Regions from separate parts of the Mus musculus genome. Here region 2 is linked to region 1. Evidence: chromatin contacts called from public Hi-C data. All regions are on one chromosome and are shown on one strand. The core of a region is the stretch at or near the end of the contact, and the rest is flanking DNA. Distances in the headings are between cores, read along the strand shown. Region 1 has its middle 42 kb from the start of Gm12022. Region 2 has its middle 270 kb from the start of Etaa1.

Evidence for each region. A called contact is a pair of places that touch in the nucleus more often than the background predicts.
Region 2: a Hi-C map of uterus shows a contact between it and region 1, with 6 times the contacts expected there. The contact joins two enhancer-like sites. A contact is called at or near these places in 3 of 484 Hi-C or Micro-C datasets (the 3T3-L1 cell line and uterus).

The regions. Positions count from the first base shown.
Region 1 is chr11:18,533,091-18,537,250 of GRCm38.p6, forward strand. No RefSeq gene overlaps it. Among named protein-coding and RNA genes, the nearest start is that of Gm12022, 42 kb to the left of the region's middle. Within about 2 kb of position 1,956, at least 9 of the 459 cell types and tissues checked have an H3K27ac peak or open chromatin away from gene starts, as enhancers often do. A contact at or near this core is called in uterus, where this site is marked.
Region 2 is chr11:17,683,493-17,687,652 of GRCm38.p6, forward strand. No RefSeq gene overlaps it. Among named protein-coding and RNA genes, the nearest start is that of Etaa1, 270 kb to the right of the region's middle. Within about 2 kb of position 2,444, at least 55 of the 459 cell types and tissues checked have an H3K27ac peak or open chromatin away from gene starts, as enhancers often do. A contact at or near this core is called in uterus, where this site is marked.

The DNA.
Region 1 (4,160 bases), core at 706-3,205:
TATAGAGCTGACATATAATTCATTATTTTCTGGGCAGGGCACAATCTAAATGCTTAATGATGACAATTTTCCTCGGTGTCACTCCTCCATAAATGCTCTCCTGAAATGAGAGATAGACAAACTGAATTGGTTTTTGTTGTGGGTGTTATTGTTGTTATTGTTAAAGGTTAATATGTGATTGGCATTTAGCTTGGTCAGATAGCCAGATATTGTAAATGCTGGAAGACAGCCATTATAGCAACACATATACACAGAACAAATAAGATGATTCTCTGTCCAAGTCACTGGAGTCCACTGCTTACAAGAATGTCAGGGAAGGAACATTTTTTTTTATTTAATGATTAGGACTAGAAAGGACTTCCTGTCTCATGATGTAGCATAAGCATTTAGTCCTGGGCACCCAAAGAGGACTGGTTTTAACCTCTTGAGGAAAATTTCATGAATGTTCAAGTTTCTTGTATAAGATTGCATTTGCATATATCACATCTTCCCATGGGCTTTAAATCATCTCTAGATTCCTTGTAATATCTAATAGGATGTAAATGATATGTAAACACTCGTTATATTGTATTGCTTAGGGCACAGAGACAATAAGAAGGGTATGTTCAGTACAAACACAGTTTTTACAAAACATTTCGGACCTGCTGTTGGTTGAATTTGAAGATTTGGGTATAATTAGCTATTTTATTCACTACAAAACTTGGAATTGTCAGCAAGAGTTTGGAGCTGAGAAGGTCAGCCTGCAACTTGGTTCTGCTCATGCCCTGCTGTGTCTGAGAGAGCTACATCTCTGGGAGTTGTACAATCACACGGCCACTCAGAGACGGAAGACACCAGCGCTTGGGAGGTGGAAGCTTTCAGTCTGGGGTTCACAGCTTGTCAAAATGGTGACTGGCAACCAGAACAACCTCTCTCTCTCTCTCTCTCCCTCCCTCCCTCCCTTCCCCCTCTCTCAATTTTTCCATCATCAACTCCTCCCTTGACTCTGTGTAAACAGTGATTCCTGAAGTGATAGGCTTTTGAGGTCTATTGCGTTACTACATCGTCAGTGTTGTCATTACGGTGTATTCACACAATACATCATCAGAGGCCTGTCGGATTTGTGATTTATGACTCTAAATGCGTTGTGGTACAGCAAGGCATTGGGGACCTCATTGACTGAATGCTTGTTTATTTTTACATTTAAGGGTTTGAGAGTAAGCTTCAGACCACTTCTCAAAGAAAGGCTTGGTGAAGACCTTGAGACAAGGCTCCATTTCAAAACCCTGGAGGGACCAACAGAACAGTCACACTTAACATACAGAGGTTTATGTTTTCCTAGACCACTTTAAGTGCAGAATCAAACTTTCATACTCCAGTGACCTGGCTTTCTCTATAAGAACCAGGCATTTCATATATTGCCAGCTTTCTATTCAGATTTTGCCTAATAGTTAAGTATATGAGGTCTGGTAGGAAAGGTATATTTTATCAGCTCTCTCTTATTGCCAAAAGCAATAAGAATAGTATAATATTTTATGGTAGTAATAAAGGGGATTATTCAGAAGAATATTGCTTGCAAGGTGGCTAGATGCTACATGACATGGTCTCTTTTCCTGAACATAACACTCTCTCATAATGCCCCCAACAAAGTATTAAGCATGCATTGTGTGGCTAGCATTGAACGCAGTGCCAAGATATACAGCCATTTCTTAGAAAGAAGAATGAAAGATGTAAGTAGAGAGTTGAGACAAGTTAAAAGCAGTGTTGAACCCTCCAATTACAATAACATTATGAGGGGAGTGGATTTAGCAGGAAAGCCTTCTGGGAAAGGTGAATTACAGGGCAACGCTGAGAGAACATTAGAAAGTAGATGACAGCAACATCTAACAGCTCCTCGGCTCTAGGACTGACCTTCTTCCCAGAATGCATTTTCTCTCACTTGATCACCAGGGCAGAGTTTCTTAAGATCCAGAACCACATTAAATCAGGAGTCAGCAAGCTTCGGCCAGTTCAGGCTCTGCCAGTCCTCATTGCGCAGTCCACCTCTACCCTTCAATTTCTTTCTAGCTGGCAGCATTGTCACTTCCATTAATGACAAAATCTGTAATGATCAGAAAGGCAGAGAGTGTCTTTGGCCAAGGGTTCTTTATTTCAGGATCCAAAATCCTGGGGCCAACATCCAAAACTTGGAAGGTCAGAGCTAATGTTGGCTTAAGCATATCTGAACACCGTGACACACTTTTTCTTGCTGCAAAAAAACAATACTAATATAATTAGCCAGGGCTGGCTATTTCAGGCTTAATTCATCCTCATGTCCAGGGAGCCGGAAATGTAACAAGTAAAGAATTTGCTAACATGAGATGCAGAGACTCTGCCAAGAGTTTGCTAATCTGTACGTTTATTTTTTTTGTCTCTATATAAAGGGAGTTTGCAAACTGGTTCAAATTAACCAGGTCAAGTTGTATATTTTATTAACTTCAAAACTTTTTAAAAATTCTTTTCACATTAAAATAAAAGGTCTGTAAAGCTGGGCAGGGTGGTGGGGATGAAGGGAAGTTGTCTGCTCAGTAAAAGTTACGAGGGGACATGTGTCAGCTGCTTAGTTTTCACTTTCTGGCCCTGGCTAGAAACAGCTGCAAAATATCTACTCTAACTCAAGTCTTTTATGACTTCTAGTAACTTCTTTTTCAAAATATCTTTTATTGATTTTTCTAAGGATCTGACCACAGAGTGTTCCATAGAGAAGAAAGAACACATTCAAACACAGTAAGCCACGTTCACAGTCATAGTGATTCCAAAGTTTCAAGATAATTTTGCTGTTAGCTTCAACTTTTTTGATTTGTTTTACAATGCCTTCCAGAAAATCAAAATTACTGTTTTGTCCACATATATTACAGTTTAAATTCACCTCTGTGATTGGAATCTGTCAATCATGTCCTCCTGTCTCCAAGCTACCATATCCTCCCTGGAGTGGATTCAGTTTTTTGGTTATTGTTATTATTGTTGTTATTGTTTTGTTTCCTTTTTAATGAATAAGCCCTTCTTTATACCCATATCTCCTAGCACTTGTATACCCTAACCTTCCAATTTTTACTCTGTTGATCTATTGACTATACATCACCTGTCTAGCTTTGGTCTTCTTGTCCCAATGCTGGTTGAACACTGAACTCTGCTTGCTTCTTTTTGTCCTATCTTCCATGCACCTTGCCTGTATTTCTTTGTCTCCCAGGTCTCATCCTAAACACTGTCTCCTTTGAGATACCTGAATCATCATCTCAGTACAGAGACTATCCACTTACCAGATGTGATGCCAATGTAGAAATGTATCCAGGTGCCCCACCTTTTCCTAGTCCTGACCATTTTACTATTATCATTGTGGTACACAAAAGTAAGTCCCTGGCTAAACAACTGGCCTTGGAAGACTGTGACTCCCAGTTACCTCTATCATGGTACCTGGAACATTCGGTGTTCACATAAATATACATAGACCAAAGACCATAGAAATGTTTATGTAATCCATGTTCAGGACCTGCTATAAAACTCTCATTTTAAAGTCCATGTTTCTATGATTGCATTGTTATTTTAAATTCTTCATATAGGAACAAGATCCTTTGTCACCCATGTGTTCATCCCTGAAGCATCTGGACTATTTGTGATCCTTCCTGTACTGGATTTTCAGTTTCACGGTGATTTTAAGCACACACACACACACACACACACACACACACACACACACACACACACACAAACTCCAAGAGAAGTTTAAAGGACCTCTTGCCCACCATTTTCTCCTCTTAATTCCATTAGAAAAGCAACACGGTTTTCCCTGTTATCTAGATCAGTTATTCCTCCTAACCCTGTTATTCCTTTCTGATCCTGTTGACTTCAAGGACATTAGAAAGCCAAATGACCATTAGATGCCTAATAAAAAATATATTGTCTCTGGAGAAACATTGCTTCTCCCTCTAAGAGACTCCAAATAGCAGGGTAATGAGACAACCACCAAAGAGGAACTGCAAGTGTCTAGTAGAACATCCTAAGTCTATGAAAGAAGTTGTGCATGCTGGAAGTGGAGGCACTACAGAGGTGGAACTCCTTAAGCCCTCTGAGGCCAGAACACTGTTATAAGCCCAGGTGGTGGACATGAGGTTTCATAATTTGGTGTTCTCCTGGTGGATTCT
Region 2 (4,160 bases), core at 1,194-3,693, 850 kb before region 1:
GTAAGTAGAGTCTGCCAAGGGAATGGGGCAAAAAATGAAAGATAAACTTTGAGGTAGACATACATTTGCTCTTGCTTTTATTTTTTTGGATACATATAGTACCCAAATCTTAATCGTTAAGTTATATGAACATATATATTTTCTTCCTAAAATTCAAAAGGTTTCTGATTTCTTTTCCTCTTTACAAATACTTGCTATTAATATTCATTTAATTCCAGCCTTGCTGCTAGGTGTGCATGGGTATGGTTTTCACTGTGGATTTTTTTAAGTGGGGAAGATTTTTAAAATATACTATTTGTACAGCATTCCTACACTTTAAGTACTTGACATAGTGTATTCTCATAGATATTTATCACTATTATATATATATATATACATATGCATATATGTATGCAAGTTACACACACATACACATACACACACACACACACGTCACCTGGGTTCAATATAATGCCAGCACATCTGAGAAGTCCTTCTCTCCTATCAGGTGTGATTTGTCCTTGACACTTGTCTGATATTCTCTACATGGAACTTTTCTCCCAGACGTTTTGTCATTGTCATCAGCCAACCTCAGTTCAAATGCAGCTTCCTGTGAGGTTTTCCTACTGCCTGAGCTAAAACCTTCCACAACTATCATGATACCTTCTTTCTCTGTGGATTAGTTTTGTTTACTTTTGAACTAAAGTACAAGTGATCACAGCATGCATTTATTTGTGTTAAGAAGAAATGTGACTATTTCATAGTTTGTCTTACTCTTGATAGATTTTGGACTGTGTCCAATAAATCTAGTATGAATAAAGGTATTATAAACATTCCTGTGTATGCCTTTGTTAGACATGAGTACTCAGTTTGAGCTTATAACCAGGAGTTCTTTTGTTAGTATTATTTAACAGATGTCACACAACAATTTTTAAGTGATGATATTGACATATACTCTTCCTAAAAATACAAAAGCGTTATAATTTCTTCCCTTCTTACAAACACTTCACTACAACCATTGTTTTTAACTCCAGCCATTCTGTTAGGTATATATGGGTAGGTATGGTTTTCACTGTAGAGATTTTGTGGGAGTAGAAATGGCTTTTAATATATTTTTAATACATTCCTACATATTTTTATAAAAGATCTATCTATCTATCTATCTATCTATCTATCTATCTATCTATCATCTATCTATCTATCTATCTAGATATCTATTGCTTATGCACGTACACTGTAGCTGTCTTCAGACAAACCAGAATAGGGCATCAGATCCCATTACAGGTGGTTGTGAGCCACCATGTGGTTGCTGAGAATTGAACTCAGAACCTCTGAAAGACCAGTCAATGCTCCTAACCGCTGAGCCATCTCTCCAGCTCATATTTCTACATCTCAGAAACTTGATATATTGTCTTTTCATAGAGTTCACCATTAGGTTATTGATTACATGGTTTGATGTAAAAACTTTAGATTTCAGGCTTCCTGACTTCCATTTCTTAATTCCAACCTCACATTATTTTCCCTCTGTAATATTCTGATAGCAGTTCAAGGACTCCAATATGTTGACATGACATCATAAGTTGATTGTCTTTTAAAAATGCAATATTTCATCATTTATAGGTTGACCCTATTCCAGGACCCAAAGGAAAATGGAAAATAGGACTTAGAACTTGAAAGAGAAAATTTGAGTGAGCCTTCAGTTTAATGCAGTTTCCATTCTTGGAGCCAAAAGGCTCTGTAGGCAATACACAGAAGGAGTTGCAGAGGATGAGGGAGTGGAGACTTTTGGTTTCGTTACATACTCGCTGTACCACTGCATCAGGGTGTCTAGGATTTTTGCCCTCATGATGAAATTATGGGTGTTATCCTTCATTTCCTGTTTTGGAAAATGGTTTGACTTATGAAAAACAGGTTAATTGCATATTGTTTTTGTGAATTAGGTTGCTAATTTTTCACATCATAATTAAGCTAATTAGAATTCTATTATTTTCCAACAGTTTTAATGAGGTCTTCTACTTGGCAAGGAACCTGTGAGACCAAAAACCATTGCCATTTGTTAAAAGATGGAGAAACCCCGATGACAAGCAGAGTTTCAATTGCATTTCAGTTAATACGATTTATTCGTTAAGCTGATTATATTTTGTTGCTTCAAGTCTGACAAACTTCTAAAGTTGTCCACTTTTCTACTATGTCTCTGTTGCTCTATCTCCACTCCCGCCTCCATTCCTCCTTAGAGAATTTGTGGCGTCTGGGTTAAAATAGGTGGAAACAGTCTCTGTTTCCAGCCACCGCTCCCCAGCTTGGTTGGAATGCTCATCTGGTTGTGATAGAGCCTGCGGGTTCGGCCAGCAGTTCTTAAAATAGTTCCTTGGCTTATAAAAAAAATAGTCATTTGGGCAGCTCAGGGTTTGTTCTCTGGCTGCTTCTGGCAACTTGCTTTGGGGGGCACTGTTGCTCCAGTTTGGGAGTTACAGCTGGGCTTTAGTGAGTGATGGCTCTCTCTTGCACAATCTCAGATCTGCACCCCTTGTCAAGTAATCATTACAAATGTTTCACATAGGAGCAAGCTGGCACTAAGCAAAGGTCTGCCTTTTAAAAGAAGCATGGGCCCTAGGGGTGGGGACCACTCTGTCCTGACCATTGTAACATTTTCCCCTTTGACAGTGTAATTAAGTGCTAATTAACTAAATGAGTGTAAATGAGTGAAGGTTGAGATAAATATCTACATCTTCTTAATCTATTTTCCCCTCGAAGATTTGATAAAGGAAATTTGGATTTAATGGAAGATATCTGTCAATTATTTTTTTTAAGGTGGCAAATCTGTTTAGAAGGAACTGAAATACACCAGTTTTAATTTCTACAGGACAAGTTAACAGCATATGAATATAAGAGAGGTGCCATAAAATGGGGATGTGGTGCTGCAATAATTATGGTAAGGAGGCTTGGTGAAACTACCTTTTGCAAACATCTGCTTTCTGCTTTTTTTCATATCCTGCAGATGTTGCTGAACTGATGAAAAATACTGACAGGAGAATACATTAGCCCATGAAGTCATTTCAATGAATAAAGCAAAGACTAGCTTTTAACTTTCTAAAAAATCTACTTAGAAAAGAACTCTGCTTCCAGAATAGGGAGAGATTACACCAATAATTGAGAGGGGCCCAGGGCCTTCTAAAAGCGTCAATAGTGATCTCTTCTTGCCAAAGGGGAGAAGAGATGCTTTGTGGGGGAGCAGCCAGGGTAATAAATGAGAATCTTTGTAATTCAGGCACTTTTCCATTACCTTCCATGGTGAGTGATTAGAAATGAGACTGAGGAGCAGCCATGGAAAGCCCACTTTTGTGCTTGGCAGTAGAGCAAAAAGCTGCTGAGTTTTGCCCCAACTACCCTGCCTATCCTGCTAGGCAGCCCCTGAGGCTGAGACCAGAAACAGATTGACAGCTCTTGGGTTGGAGCAAGAATCTTGGAAAGGAGGTGCTATTTGTGGTTCCGGGCAGTCAATACCCTTCCCAGACAGGAAGTGGTAAGTCAGGCACATGTATGCTAAACTGCCTGGAAAGCAAGGACTGAGCCTGGGAAACGGCATTTAATGGGGTTCAGTTGCATATGAGATTAAAACCCTGAAATAAATGCAAAAGAACTATTTTGGCCTATACCCTATTTGGCAGGAGGATTAAGAGCCTGAAATAGTCCTCTGGCTGCCTGGGAACTCTGAATCACTCCCATTATTGATATAGCCACTTCGAGTCACAGCATCATGTGTTCAGAAGGCCCCAATTAAAATGTACAACAAGTGTTTTTCTGATAACCAACCTGGCAGATAAGAAGGATGTACTTATATAATGTTTTTGTTAAAAGAAAGACAACAAGAAAGAAAGAAAGTAAGAAAGAAAAAGAAAAAAGAAGAGAGAGAGAGAGATTCCAAAACAGAAACTGCACTTTTCTAATTCTTCTCTGAATTGACCTTTAATTGCTTACAGCTAGTAGTATCATCCTTTTTTCTTTTTCTTTTTTCCTTCTGAGGCAAAAGGACAAATCTGCACCATGTCTCGGGAAAGACTTTTTATTGTCTGTTCTATGAGGCCTGGAGGTCCCTGGAGAGGGATTCTTTCCTGACCACACAATCCTTCTGTTTTAGCCACAATGCACGGGTGATACCACCAATTACCTCTCTCCAGCTC